Linked DNA regions of Mus musculus: region 2 is linked to region 1. The links are chromatin contacts, called in public Hi-C maps. All regions are on one chromosome and are shown on one strand. The core of a region is the stretch at or near the end of the contact, and the rest is flanking DNA. Distances in the headings are between cores, read along the strand shown. Region 1 holds the start of Rbm48 (RNA binding motif protein 48). Region 2 holds the start of Fzd1 (frizzled class receptor 1).

Region 1 (2,700 bases), core at 96-2,595:
TGACAGCAACAGGAATAAGATTTTAACAGGAGTTCTGCTTAACTTGTACATACCTTGCACTCTGTAATTTCACAAATTTAATGAGATAAACTTCTGTAAAATCTTCCGCTGGGTATTCATCTAGAGCGTTATACTGTTCAATCGCACCATACAGAGCAAAACGCTCAACTAATTCCTTCATGGCTCCCACTGCAGGAACTCCTTGTATTAGTAAGTACTGAGACTCCAAATTGATTGTATATACCTAAAGTCAAAGGAGACCTCGTTAAATGTACTCTTCAAACAAGCCTATGGCAAATCGGTCCTCCCACCCCCTTTTAAATGGAGCTTTGAAAACAAGAAACAATCCGGTCTGCAAAACATACACACTAAACTGTCACTCTTCTGCCTAAAGACTACCACACTCCACATAAGGGTATCTGACTAAACCACTTAACAGACGTCTTTTCCAAAAGCTGACTCCAGAGAGGTTAATGTAAACAGCCACTGAACACTCACTCACCCTGGGCTTGCCCTGTGAGAAGCGCTATTGTAAACACATAGGATACAAAGCTAAAAATAGTGGGTTGGAGGTTTGGTAAGCAGCTAACCGAGGGTAGTGATAACCTTTGGTACCGGGGCCCGGGTTCTTCGTGCCCCCTCCACTTAGAGATGGATCTCACAACATCCCTGCCATGCCTTTATGGAGGCAGGCCTTGGGGAGCTAGTGCTCACAGGAATTTAGTGTCCCTGCCGAGGGGAGAGAAGAATCCGAGTCACTCTACCTTGACCGCGCGAGGGCGTCGGCCCTCCCGGTATTTGGCCCGCGAGTCACACACAGCCGTCTGGACGTGGTGATCGAATACGCCACCAGGTTTCCCGTCACTGGATGCCATCTTGCCGGCTCTAGTCCCCCGCGCCAGAACAACATCCGCCAGCCGCGCTCCTCTGAGTCCAATAAGAGAGCAGGATGGACCAGGCGTGCTAGGATTGGCTGAAGGATCGACCCCATCGACGATCATCTCCTGAGAGCGAGAATTCGACGAGCGACGTGCCGCCCCCTAGAGCTTCGGAGGTGGCCCGAGGGTGACAGCGGCCGGGCGTGGGAAGAGGGGGGCGGGCCTGATCGATGTTCTCGGGTTCCGACGCTCTCACCTGACGAGAAGCCGGTGGACTCCGCTCTCCGGTGAGAGTTGAACCTTGGGACAATGTGGAGCAGCGATCGCTTAGCGGGTGCGGGGTCTGGTGGGGCGGTCGTGACGGTGGCCTTCACGAATGCTCGGGACTGCTTCCTGCATCTGCCGCGGCGCCTCGTGGCCCAGCTTCACCTGCTGCAGGTAACGCGCTGGCGGGACGCGGACACCACTGACGTCTCGTGGGACTAGGGTCAGCTGACACCTTTTCCTGCAGGGACATCGTCTGCCACCGACCCCGAGCTGAGGCGTGAGCGAGGGCCCCCTGCGGGCATGGCGTGGAGTGGCAGCGTGTGCATCCACACCACGGCTAGTGTATCCTCAGACCCTACCGTGGAATTCCTAGTGCACCCCTTTAACTCGGTTAAAGCAAGCTGAGCATGCAAGGGTTCTGCCCCAGCAGTCAGAAGCGGCCCTCACTCAAGGATGGAAAGTTCTAGAGAGCTCTTACAGGTTTGCTTACAGGTTGCTAAAGCATTATCCTGCCAACGAGTTGCCGGTGCAGCGATAGAGGTGTTGAGTGGCAGACTTGGTTTGTAGATTACCAAGGTTTCCAACCTGTGCGAAAGGTTAATAAAAGGATAGATAGCTCTCCCTGCTCCGGAGGACTTCGAACATAGCAAGAATATGTGCGGCGAGGGAGGTGGGGCGGGGTGACAAGGTGATGGAATTATTCACACCCCACACTTTCACCTCGGTAGCTAGGATTACTTGGACCTCAGCGAGCTGTCTGGATTCTGTCATTATGGTGTTTCAAGGCTATTAACCATCGGTGGAAATACAGCATCCATATTTTCCTAAGAGTGAGCAGAAATAGACTCTCTTAGTTTGAGTGTATTCATGGGGTTAGAGTATTTGAAATCTAAAATCCTAGATGCATGGTACCTGAACACTGGGTCATAAAAAAAATATACAAGAGTTTGAAATGACTTCAAGTATTCTACCTTTATTTCCTCTTTGCTACATTTATCTTGCTTTTACAGTCCACCTATCAGAACACACCAATTTCATCAGAACCATTCTTACTGTTAGTTTATCTCCACCAAATATTCTCTAACTCTCTGGTTTGCTTTCTGGTGACTGAAAGGAATCATTCACTGTTACCAAATCCCAGCTTGGATCATTATTCCCTGTCATTTCTGATGGGGATTTTTCAGTGTATTTTCAAATCTCAAATTAAGCTTACCACCCCATGAGTTTAGAAAAATGCTTCCTTATGGTCGCTAAGAATTTGAACCTGACATGTTGTTGCTTCCTTGGATTCATCACTGTTTAGGAATTACATAGTCTTGGTCTTTATTATTATTTTTATTATTATTTGAGAAGTGAAGAAGTAAAATACTAAGCATTTGGATTAAGTCTTGCATGCTTATATCTAATCTTTATTGTTTATAGAAAGGTGGAGCTAGATACACATGAGGTTTCCTGTCCTGGTTTTTTGTTTTGTTTTGTTTTGTTTTGTTTGTTTTTTTCGAGACAGGGTTTTTCTGTGTAGCCCTGTCTGTCCTGGAACTCACTTTGTAGACCA
Region 2 (2,700 bases), core at 200-2,699, 1.2 Mb after region 1:
GGCAGGAGAACTTTCCCCGCTCCACCGTCCCGGCACCCCCCGGGTAGCCGCCGCGGTAACCACCGCCGCCGTGCTGCGGATTACTGGTCCAGAACTCTGGTAGCAAGGAGGGAGTTGGGGTGCCTTTGTCGGACGTGTTCTGGCCCACGCACAGCTCTCCTGCGCCGTGCACCGGGAACTTCTCGCACTTGAGTGTGTCTGGCCACTGGAAGCCGAACTTGTTCATGAGCGCCTCGCAGCCCTGGCGTGCGCGCTCGCACAGGGAGCGGCAGGGCGGTAGCGCCTGCTCCAGTACGGTGCACACAGGCGCGTACATGGAGCACAGGAAGAACTTGAGCTCGGCGGAGCACTGCACCTTCACCAGAGGGTAGAACTGGTGCACCTCCAGACCGGCGTCCTCCTGATTCGTGTGGCCCAGCAGGTTGGGCATGATGGTCTGGTTGTACGCGATGTCCGTGCACAGCGGGATGGAGATGGGCTGGCAGTAGCCGTGGTCCGGGATGGAGATGCCCCGTTCGCCGTTGTACTGCTGCCCGCTCTGCTGGGGCTGGGGCGGCGGCGGGGCTTGCTGGCCCGGCCCGGATACCTGGCCCGCCGCCTGCGCTCGGACCCCCAAAAGCAGAGGAGCCTCCAGCAACCAAAGCAGCAGCAGCAGCCCGCTAGCCCAACGCCGGGGATCAGCCCGGGGGCGGCGGTGGCTGGCCGTGTCCTCGTGCCCCACCTCCTCCCGCCGGCCCGGGAGTGCTTCGGCACAAAGTTCCAAGCTCAGCCGGCCGGCGGCCCGGGACTCGCTAGGCGCCGCCTCCTCAGCCATACTTTTTCGGCTCCCTCCTCGGCGCGGATTGACTGGGACGGGCAGCGGCGCGGCGGGTGGTGGCTCCCACTGTGATCCGGGAGAGCTGGTCGCCCGTGCCCTCCGTCGGGGTGCGGCCGCTCTCTGCCCGCTCCCCGGGATTCTGCTCCGCGTCCCGCAGCCGCCGCCGCCGCCGCGGAAACTTGCGGTTCATGAAGCGCGGGCGGCGAGGAGAGCAAGAGTGGTCCAGGCGCGCCGGGGTCGCGTCCCTCTTCCCTGGCCCGCGGCAGGCTGTGGCTCTTGTCAGGCGGCGCCGCGTTAGTGGTCGCAGCCGGGCAGAGGAGCGCCCAACTCTCGGCAGCCTAGCCGCCCTGGGTCCCCCCTGCGCCTCCGCCTCCTCCTTCTCCGCCGCCGCCTGACCATTTGTGTCAATCCCTCAACTCGCAGCCTCTGCTCTCCCTCGCGCGCCCTCCAACGGGTTTCTAGGCGCCCCCCAGTCTGTCTTTCACCGGGAGGGAGGAGCCTTGAAACCGACGCGGAGCTGGCGGCTCAGGGACCGTCGCCCAATCGCAGCACCCGCTTCACAGCGCAAAGGGAGCCCTTTCCCTCCGAGCCCGGACTGGAGCCCGCAGCAGACCGGAGGAGGTGGAGGAAGTAGTGGTGGCGGTGGCAGAGACTCCGCTCCGGCACAAAGAGTAGCTATGAAGCCGGACAGGCTAGGTCGCTTTTGCTTTTGCAGAAGAAAGGGCGAGGACAAGTAAGAGAATGGTCCCATATGCGGCAGGAGATAATGAATAGGAGTCGGCTGGCCGCGGGGATTTAGCTCTGTCTTGCTTTTTATCTGTCTTCATATTTTATAATCCTACCCTCGACTCTCTGGTCACAGACTGCTACTTTGAGTGCTGCGTTCTGATTGCGTGCCCCTGACTTGAGAGTCGGGTTTCCTTTGAATTTAAGTCTGTCGAGGTTTTGTTTAAACTATGACTCCAATAAACCGTGGAGCTCACAGACTGGCCTTGGTGGACTTTGGACGCGCCATTTCCCCCGATCGCTGTCAAATGAAAGCAAAACGCAAAGTTTGGTGGGATGTAAATTGTAAACCCAGATGCTCCTGTGAGTAGTATGCGTCGTGTAGTCAAACTTTCCCCCTTCTCTTTAATGGTATCAGAAACAGAAGTAAAGGAAAACAGAAGCTATTCATTAAATGCTGGAGGAAAACCGGCTTGAGAACCAACGCATTGGGTGCTCCAGCGTGAGACACGGGAGCCATACATCCAGACAGGAGGATCAATCTGGGACCATTTGAGGGCCGCTTCTAAACACTGGGGACCCTGCAGGGTCTGTTGGGAACTTCTGAGGCCTGGGTCATTTAAGTTCCTCCTCAGTGGAAGTAGTCAAAGCTGAAGCTATTAGTTTGAAGGACAAAACACATGACCAAAGTGAGTCTGAAAGACCAAGCACAGTCAGTCAGTCGACTCAAACCAGGATAATCAACCTCAGCAGACACACATGCTTGTTCTTGCAAGTTTATTTTCAAGAACTTGTGTGAGTCGGATTTATCAATAAAGTGCTATTATGTTTTATTAATTCTATCAAGAGTCCCCCCCCCCTTCGATTAGACTTATCTCACGAGACTGTTCCCGAATTATTTTCTATCTTCTTTTATACAGATTCACTTTTCATTAGATATTATCTCACGAGACTGTTCCCGAATTATTTTCTATCTTCTTTTATACAGATTCACTTTTCATTAGATATTTACCAAGCATCCATGATACAGTGAGCACTGTCTCAGGAGGTAGGGAGCACAGAGGAAGCCCTGGCACATATTTAAAGGAGGGCATAGTACAGTGGGCACAGGAACGTCACCAGTGATGGCAGTGCCCACCCATTCTCAAAAGGGACGC

The links. A called contact is a pair of places that touch in the nucleus more often than the background predicts.
Region 2: a contact with region 1 is called in a Hi-C map of uterus, with 6 times the contacts expected there. The contact joins the promoter of Fzd1 here to the promoter of Rbm48 in region 1. A contact is called at or near these places in 3 of 39 promoter capture datasets (cranial neural crest and liver) and 2 of 484 Hi-C or Micro-C datasets (embryonic stem cells and uterus).

Annotation. Positions count from the first base shown.
Region 1 is chr5:3,595,202-3,597,901 of GRCm38.p6, forward strand. It overlaps Rbm48 (RNA binding motif protein 48), which reads right to left and starts at 1,346. Exons shown (of 5, transcript NM_172991.4): 1 at 765-1,346; 2 at 54-244. The coding sequence starts at 1,001. It overlaps Pex1 (peroxisomal biogenesis factor 1), which reads left to right and starts at 865. Exons shown (of 24, transcript NM_001293806.1): 1 at 865-1,316. The coding sequence starts at 1,188.
Region 2 is chr5:4,756,767-4,759,466 of GRCm38.p6, forward strand. Fzd1 (frizzled class receptor 1) reads right to left here and starts at 1,450. Exons shown (of 1, transcript NM_021457.3): 1 at 1-1,450. The coding sequence starts at 814.